3 separate regions of the Mus musculus genome follow, and all the other regions are linked to region 3. A link is a contact called in public HiChIP or PLAC-seq data. All regions are on one chromosome and are shown on one strand. Each heading gives the region's core, a stretch centred on a gene start, on an enhancer-like site or on the middle of the called end of the contact. The rest is flanking DNA. Distances are from core to core; before and after follow the strand shown.

What was found. HiChIP or PLAC-seq counts read pairs in DNA pulled down with a chosen protein or histone mark.
Region 1: a contact with region 3 is called in an HNF4G HiChIP or PLAC-seq map of pancreatic cancer cells. The contact joins two enhancer-like sites. A contact is called at or near these places in 1 of 484 Hi-C or Micro-C datasets (nephron progenitors) and 1 of 115 datasets of contacts at active chromatin or transcription factors (pancreatic cancer cells).
Region 2: a FOXA1 HiChIP or PLAC-seq map of pancreatic cancer cells shows a contact between it and region 3. The contact joins two enhancer-like sites. A contact is called at or near these places in 1 of 15 datasets of contacts at CTCF or cohesin (the NIH/3T3 cell line), 3 of 484 Hi-C or Micro-C datasets (the G1E-ER4 cell line, embryonic fibroblasts and nephron progenitors) and 2 of 115 datasets of contacts at active chromatin or transcription factors (cardiomyocytes and pancreatic cancer cells).

What each region holds. Positions count from the first base shown.
Region 1 is chr13:45,717,422-45,720,203 of GRCm38.p6, reverse strand. The region is part of intron 5 of Atxn1 (ataxin 1); the gene reads left to right. Among named protein-coding and RNA genes, the nearest start is that of Gm34582, 190 kb to the right of the region's middle. Within about 2 kb of position 1,258, at least 56 of the 459 cell types and tissues checked have an H3K27ac peak or open chromatin away from gene starts, as enhancers often do. A contact at or near this core is called in pancreatic cancer cells, where this site is marked.
Region 2 is chr13:45,819,172-45,822,012 of GRCm38.p6, reverse strand. All of the region lies in intron 3 of Atxn1 (ataxin 1), which reads left to right. Among named protein-coding and RNA genes, the nearest start is that of Atxn1, 140 kb to the left of the region's middle. Within about 2 kb of position 1,317, at least 78 of the 459 cell types and tissues checked have an H3K27ac peak or open chromatin away from gene starts, as enhancers often do. A contact at or near this core is called in embryonic fibroblasts and pancreatic cancer cells, where this site is marked.
Region 3 is chr13:45,568,349-45,571,544 of GRCm38.p6, reverse strand. Atxn1 (ataxin 1) reads left to right here. Exons shown (of 8, transcript NM_009124.6): 7 at 2,965-3,196. The coding sequence starts at 3,128. Among named protein-coding and RNA genes, the nearest start is that of Gm34582, 45 kb to the right of the region's middle. Within about 2 kb of position 1,479, at least 38 of the 459 cell types and tissues checked have an H3K27ac peak or open chromatin away from gene starts, as enhancers often do. A contact at or near this core is called in embryonic fibroblasts and pancreatic cancer cells, where this site is marked.

The sequences.
Region 1 (2,782 bases), core at 9-2,508, 150 kb before region 3:
CTAAATTTGGCCCCCCTTTCGGTGGTCTAGGCTTCTAGAGGGTGTCACATGCTGGTACGAAATTGGACATGATATCAAAAGATGGCCTAGTCGGCCATCACTGGAAAGAGAGGCCCATTGGACTTGCAAACTTTATATGCCCCAGTACAGGGGAACGCCAGGGCCAGAAAGTGGGAGTGGATGGGTAGAGGAGTGGGGAGTATATTGGGGACTTTTTGGATAGCATTGGTAATGTAAATGAGGAAAATACCTAATAAAAAAATTAATTCTAAAAAAAAAAAAAAGAAATAGGACATGATTATTTCATTTGGAAAATAGAAGCAGAACTTACGTTGCAGAACTTGAAGCAGGACCATTGGGCACAGGAGGAAGTAGGCTCTCCTGGTCTATAGGATGCAGCCAGCCACTCCCCAAATAGACTCTTCATCAACTCTTGTCTTTGAGGTCTCTTGAGCTTCAGAATCAGAGCAGTTCGTGTTGGTCCAGAGAGGGTGTCATGAATAGCCTGGTTTGCTTTTCACCACTACGTAATTTTGAACATGGATAAGGGTAATGGAGATATGTGGGGGGAACAGTTTCTATTACATCCAGATCTGGTGTCCAGGTTATCTGCTTCCTTCTACCTGGGCCTTTCCTTTCTCCAGAACAGTTTATGGGCCTTTCCACTTCCTTTGCCTTCTTTGTTTTATGTTTATCTACATGTAAGATTAAAGACTCAAACATCATGAGCAAACTTAAGTACTGTATGCAAGCTTTCTTGGTTTCTAGGGCTACCAATTTTGATAAGATACACTAAGCATTTAATGATAAGTTTTCTACCATGGGGGTGGGGTATTACTGCTCTTTTATATATGTGCTGTATATAAAATGAATCATAGTTTCCACAGTGCTAAAATGAGCAAATCATGTGGCCTCATACACAAGCTATATGTGTAGCATAAGAGCTGTAGCATGTGCCTTTTCCTGGGGAAATATGAACAAGTGAATGTGCACCTAACCATGCTAGATGGGGCGTTGGTGAGCAGACCAAAGATACACTTCCACCTGAGTCTAGCTTGTTGGAGCAGCAAGCCCACTGGGGTTGCTCACAGGACAGGAGTGGCTCCTGCCCATCCCAGCATAGGTAATGACTCCTCCTCAGGATGACATCACTTCATTCCCCCACGTGATTCACAAACAGCTTCAGCAAGGAGTCTCCTCCCATTCACAATGACTGACTGTCATCTGACTCCTCAGAGGAGACTTCTAAGTTTCCCCAAGTCCTTGTGAGCTTCCGCATCTCACTCCAGGAGGGAATGGTTTGTTTGTTTGGGAGGAAACACATGCATTCCAGTCCTGCTATTTCACACAGGTTTTGCTGTTTAAAAAGCAATGCTTTCTGGGAAAGCCCAGGAAATCCCAGGGGTCAAGGCTGACTTCTGGGGATCCACAGGACCAGGAATCAGTGCGGGCTTTAGGAAAGTAACACAGAAAACTCACTCTGAGTAACCCAAACTGGAGGCACACTGCTAAGCAAGTAGGCAAGCTTCACCGACCCTCATTTCCACCAAAGGTACCCCATTTCTCAATAAAGCATGTCCAAAAAAGGGGTGAAGGACACAATATACACACCAGGTGGGAACAGGAGGGAAACAGTCTGGACACCCCTCTCTCTGACCAGCTGTTTAGATGTATGTATGTTCAAGAATTGGAGCTTTGCCAAATGGAGAGTTCTGGATTAATAATAATGGTTGTATACAATACTGTGAATCCACTGAGGGCCACTGAGCTGCACACTCAAGATGGTGGCACCGAAGCTGGGGAGATGGCTCAGTCCATACAGTTCTCGTCACACAAGCAGGAGGACCTGAGTTTGACCCCCAGCACCCACACAAAAAGCCAGGCAGAGTGGCATCCACGTGTAATCTCAGTGCCAGGGAGGCAGAGTTGGGCTAACAGGCATAGCCAGAACAGCAAACCCAGGTCCCAGTGAGCCCTGCCTTGAAAGCTAAGGTGGGTGCACACATCTGCACATACATGCACCCATACATGAAAATGTAAAGGAGTGAGAAACACTTAAGATAGTAAGTTTGGTGTGGATGTGTCCATGTGCATGCATGTTTGTATATTCATAGATATCCTGAAGGTTGGCTGAAAATACCTTTTTGTGTCTTCTTCTTATCTACATACATCTTCTAGTTGACTACTTTTATTCATCTGTTTGTTTGTTTGTTAATGCATATAAATAATTATGGAGGCCAAAATTAAACCTTGGCTATCATTTTTCAGGAGCCATCCACCTTGTTTTTCTGACAGTCTCTCTCATTGCCTAGAGCTTTCCAAGTAGACTAGGCTGGCTGACCAATGAGCCCTGGAGGGTCCATCCACCTTGTTTCTGCCTCCCTAGCAGAGGTATTCAAATCATGTGCTGCTACATCTGGCTTAAATTATGTAAGTTCTGGGAATTGAACTCAGGTCTTTTTGCTTGTAAGATGAACATTTTATCCATTGAGGTTAGTTTGGGCGAAAGCCACATGAACGAGAATTACTGCCTAGAAAAACAGGCTGAATTTAAATCAGCATCCTTTGGAATTTAGCTAGTGTCCAGCCATACAGAACTGTGGGATATCTTGGCCTTTTTTTTTTTAAGTAGAAGAGAGACACGAAGTCTCAATTGCTGAGGGAGAGCATGTTACAATGCCTGGGCCTGTGCTGAGAATGGTCACTTCTCCTTTGTTGCCTGAGCATCATGAGTCTGGGGGACATCAAACTTGGGGTCTTCTGAAATAAAGAATCAAGTCAT
Region 2 (2,841 bases), core at 68-2,567, 250 kb before region 3:
TGTGATGGTTTGTATATGCTTGGGCCAGGGAGTGGCACTCTTAGGAGGTGTGGCCTTGTTGGAGTAGGAGTGTCACTGTGGGAGTGGGGCTTTAGTACCCTAGTCCTAGCTGCCTGGTAGACAGTCTCCCACTAGCTGCCTTCAGATGAAGAAGATGTAGAACTCTCAGCTCCTCCTGCACCATGCCTGCCTGGATGCTGCCATGCTCCCGCCTTGATGATAACAGGCTGAACCTCTGAACCTGTAAGCCAGCCCCAATTAAATGTTGTCCTTTAAAAGACTTGCATTGGTCATGGTATCCCTTCAACTGGCTGAGTTTCTCACTGCTGCATGGACAGATACTCGGTCATCTCCATTTATTCGAGAGAAGCTTAACAGTCTATGTAAGCAAAGCAGTACCTATTTCTTCCAAACCTGTATCTCCAGAGTTTGGATCTAGACTTCATGTGTCTGGAGGCACAATAATTATATACCGAGTGTATGTGCCATTCAATTGGCCCAGTAATTCTGTGCTAATACTAGTTACGTTCTGCAGAGTCAAACAACAGAGGCTCGGTGTGTAAATAACTTGACCATATTTGCTCAGCTTGTGAGTAATGGGGACTATAATTCAAAGTCATTGTGTCTGTCATCAGGGCCATTTGCCCGACAGCTCCATTTTGCTATCCATCATTTGCTGCTGCATAGAGGATCTTCTTTTCATGCAATCAAATCATCATTTGTTTAATTCCTTGAATTCACCTTTATAGCATAGAATCATGTTCTGTTTAGGATCATTTCTATTTGCATGTTCAAAGGTCTCCCCGCTGCTCGCCCCCATTTTAGCCTGGGTTGCTGCCAGCCCTCTGTAGCTCACTGGAGGCTAGCTCCTGGCATTGTCTAGGCTCTAAAGCTCTGTTGGTATGCAAAAGCTGCAGACCTGTTTCAAGGAGGAAGCGTTCCCAGGTGATCCACGGGGTAGCATTATCTCTGCAATGTATGTCGCATCATGCCTCGTCGAATGGCGTCTAATGACCTTGGGTCTGAGCCGGTGCTGACATGTGACCCGCGCTCATTTGTCACTTTCTACATTGTGAGATGTACTGAAATAACAGGGAAGAGGAAAAAGCAGACGAGGGCCTCTCCTGGATGTCTGGAAACGGTTAGCAATGCATGCAGCATTTACTCTTGTAATTCTCTTTTGTTTGTTCTGGGTTACAAGGGCCAGCTTTGAAGTTAAAAATAAAACAACTATTGTTAGAAGCTGAGGTGGTCACCCTTTATAGTGGAGCCTCAGGTCCGGATGAGTCACTGCAAAGACTCCTCCTGGAATGTTTGCAGGGCTGGCCAGTGGGCTGGATAAATGCTGGCGTCCTTAACTGGGCTGTACCAAATCCCTTCCTGGCTCCTTTTGATTTGGTGCAGAGGGGGAGGCCCAGGGGCTCACAGGAGCCAGGCAAATTCCACAATCACTTAGCCCCAGACAGACCCAGACCAAGCCCCAGTACCCTTGATAGAGCCCATTCTTTTTGCCTAGCTAATCTCCCTCTATACTAGTGGTTCAAAGCCTTCCTAATGCTGTGACCCTTTAATATAGTTCCTCATGTTGTGGTGACCCCCAGACATAATACTGTCATGTTGCTATCTCATGCCTGTGATTTTGATATTGTAATGTATATATCTTATATGCAGGATATCTGATTAAAAAAAACAAAAACGCCTAAGTGGCAGAGACACACAGGTTAAGAACTTGTTTACCTAGCTGTAGAGCCATCTGTTCCCTGTATGCTGAAACTCATTCTTAGGTCTTGTGTTAGCCAATTGGTTATCAGCAGCCCATGCTCCTTGAGTTACCTGGTTTCTCTGCCAGTCACATCTTTGGACCTGGTTTGACTTAACACTATTCAGAATGGCTCTGTTAAAGGCTTCATGTTATCTGTTGCTTTTTCGCCTCCTCCCTCTTCTCTCTCTCTCTCTTTCTCTCTCTCTCTCTCTCTCTCTCTCTCTCTATATATATATATATATATATATATATATATTCATTTGCTGCTGCGTAGAGGATCTTCTTTTCATACAATCAAATCATCATTTGTTTAATTCCTTGAATTCACCTTTATAGCAAAGAATCATGTTCTGTTTAGGATTGTGTATGTGTATATATATATATATATATATACATATGTATATATGTATATATACATAGTGTATATGTATGCCTATATAATGTGTGTATATGGATATGGATATATGTGCATATATATATATATGTGTGTGTGTATGTATGTATATGTATGTGTACATATGTATGTCATGTGTATGTATATATAATGTGTGTATATATGTGTATATGTGTATGTGACTGTGTGTGTTTTGCCTGCATGACTGGGTATCACCTATATGCAGTGCCAATGGGATCCAGAAGAGGGTTTCAGAACCCTTAAAACCAGAATTACAGATTAGGGTACCATGTGGGTGCTGTGAATCAAAGTTGGGTCCTTTGGGAGAACAGCAAGTGTTCTTAGCTGCTGAGCCACCTGTCTAGTCCTTTTTTTTTTTTTTTTTTTTTTCACTAAGCATTTCTTCACTCTGTATCCCAGGCTGCCCTTGAACTCACTACATATTCCAGGTTTCTATTACACGTGGGGCAATCCTCCTGCTTTCTACTTAACTTCTCAGTCTCAGACTCACACTCACAAGTGTATGGATAACATGTGTGAGCTACTACTTTGCCTCTCTATGCTGTTCATGCCTTTCAGGGTCCTAGGATCCTCAGAAATGAAGGTCTCCATCTTGGCTGGTGTGTGTGTGTGTATGTGTTTTAAAAAACCTGTGTTTACTACTTTATATCTTCAGCCTTTGGAG
Region 3 (3,196 bases), core at 230-2,729:
GGTTGGCACTAATGGTTTTGTTTTTTTTTTTTTTTTTTTTTTAAGACAGCAAAAATTAACAATGCTTTTGATACTTTGGGGGTTTGGCTTTGGTCCGTCCTTACAATGGATTTTAAAACACCGGGTATCGATGATGCTTCGTCCTCCTAATAGGAGAGATTCCTACCGAATAAAGTTACTTACAACATAATTCCTTACCCACTTTCAGTTTTTCTACATCTTCAGGTACATGCTATTTTTAATTTTGTCAGTATGAATAACTTACGTCTTTTGACTTCTGTTTCCCGTGTTTACTGGCTGCCCTGTCAGTATTGGGGGGAGAGGGCTTTTCTTATTGACATAACTCTCATGTTCAGACACTTGAGTGTCCAAAAACCTCCACTATCCTATACACATTTGCATTCTTAGGTTCTATCTGCCTGTTCAAACTCAGGAGGGGGGGGGCAGCTTCTTGGGGCATTTGTCGCTTTGTTCTGGTGATGTTGAAACAAAACAAATGAGAGGGATTAAACCATCCTCACCTTGCCCCAGGTGGGAAGTGGAAAGTGGGGTCTGAAGAGTAAACTACTTATCACACAATCGTGAGGGCGTGAGTCTGTACCTCCAAAACCTATAGAAGCCTGCAGGCCAGCTGGCCTGGTTTACAAAATAGTGATGAGTCACCCTCTGCCCCCATCTCAAGTTAGGTGCAAGGTGAGAACCAACCCCTAAAGTTGTCCTTCGACATCTGCATGCACACTGTGACATGCTAGTCGCACACACACACACACACACACACACACACACACACTAAACTGGATGAGAGCCATTTGGAGTTGTGTGATACAGGGATGAGGAGCTGAGCACAGGATTATGCTGCACTGTGGATCTTGCTGTTGGTTCTACATGGACATTGCTTGAATTGTTAAAGACTGGGAGCTTACAGTATGCGTTTGGTTCTGCTTGGTAAGGGCTTAGAGTTTTCATTTTGATTTGTTTTTTTTTTGTTTGTTTGTGTGTTTCTTTGTTTGTTTGCCTGTTTGCTTGCTTACTTTTTCTGCCCCTTTAGACAGGGTCTTTCTTTGTAGCCCAAGCAGCTGGTCTACAAAGTCTCAACTTTCCTGCCTCAGCCTCCCATGGGCTGAGATTACAGACACTCGTGACCACACCCAGTTTGAGGGTCTGTTCTAAAGTCAGATCATAGGAAAAACAATCTGAGGAGGAAATGTATTCATTCAAGTTCCAACCCCAGAAAAGCAGCTCCCCAGATCAGAGCCTTTGATGTTGTTTCCCTCTGCAGCTTCACCGTGTGGGCAGTGCTCCTATCTCCTGCTGCTACCGTGCTTCACACTGGTCTTCTTGGCAGTCTACCCTGTGCCAGGTAGACATTGCTCACACAAGGGTGGTGACTCAGAATTCAGTGTCTCTCTGAGATGGAGGCAGGGATTGTTCCCGTAAGAGTTCCTGGCATCGCTAGGTTTGGACACGTGGCTGCAATTTGTCTGGCAAATATTTCATCCCCTGCTCATAGTGAGCAGGTCCCTGCTGGGGAGAAGAGGAGGAGATGTGGAGAGAAAATATTCAGAGACAAACTTGGAAGAGAAGGCACGTGGGTGAAGCACGTGCCTAACTTTTATTAAGGAAACTTTCAAAGCCTAGGTTCAACTTTACTTTCATATTCATGTACTTATTTATGCAGCATTTTTATGAGACCGCATTTTATACTGTAGCACAAGGAAGCCTAAAGTTGTGGTCATTTTCCTGCCCCAGTTTTCAAAGTGCTGGAATTACATGAGCCACTATAACAGGGTTTATCTTACATATTATGTTTGGTTTAATAAAAAAAAAACTAGAATAGTTTTTGTAACTATCTCAAAGTCGTCTTACTGTTTCCTTATAAGTGACTGTACATGAAATTCCCTTGAGACTTATAGTGAGAAGAATTATTTTGGGATACTGCTGCTGAGTTGGGGTACATGGGTGTATTGTGGGAGGCACTGTTAGAATAGGGGACACTGCTGTAGATTGAGTGTAGCCCTGAAGCCAAGTGAGTTTGGGTCTGGCATCAAAGCTGCCCAAAGACTCACTGGGCATCTCTATTCAAAACTTGCTCCTTCACAAAACAATTGGGATCTTATTGGACTGAGATAAACTTACTCAAATGACGGGGAATGGTACCAACCTTTCTGTGTAAACAATTTACAGAAATGCATCATCTACCAAAAAATTGGGGGGGGGGGCTGTGATCCTAACTTTTGGGAGGCTGATGCAGGAGGATCATGAATTCAAGCCAGCCTTCATTGCATGGCCAATTTGAGGCCAGCCTGAGCAACAAGAGATGCTGTTAAAAAAAAAAAAAAAAAAAAGTGACCATCCACCCTCCAGGAAGAGAAGAAAGGGGTAGAGGAGAGAGAAGAGGCAGAGAAATGTTTGAGTTGCTCAGTTGCCTGCTCTATTTTGTTAAGAAAGTGCATCTGTGCAGGAGACGTGGCCGGTGGTCAAGACAGCCGCTTACTGCTCTTCTAGAGGATCTAAGTTCCGGTCCTAGCACTCACACTGTGATTCACAGCTGCCAATAACTCCAGTGTCAGGAGACCCAATGCCCTCTTGTGGTCTCTGTAGGCACTGGCACATAGGTGGTGTGCATAAACTCTCACAAGCACCTGCGCAAATAAATAAATCATAAGTAAGCAAATGTTTAAGAAACTTAGTCACTATTACTGGCTCTTTAGACCAGGTAACATTTTATCTATTTTAACACTTAGGCCATAATCTGCTTTTGGAATTCCAACTGAGAGGGTCCCTCTCCTCTTAGTCTTGTTGGTAATAGTGTTTTTGGTGGTTGGTGGGTTGATTGGTTGGTTTGGCTTGGTGGGGTTTCTCTCCCTAGAGCTGACGTTTTGATTTTTTCCCCCCTGTCTTCTCTCTTTCCTTTCCTCATCTCCTCCTCCTCCTCCTCCTCCTCCTCCTCCTCCTCCTCCTCAGAATCCGGAGCTGCCACTGCCAGCCTAAAGAACCCACGGGGAGATGATTCCCCATGAAGGGCCTGGATCCCCTACAGAAATCCAATGTGACTCTCTGTTTATCAGACTAAAACCAGAGCCGGCCAGCCAGTGAAACAGCCACCGTGGAGGGGGGACGGCGAAAAATGAAATCCAACCAAGAGCGGAGCAACGAATGCCTGCCTCCCAAGAAACGTGAGATCCCCGCCACCAGC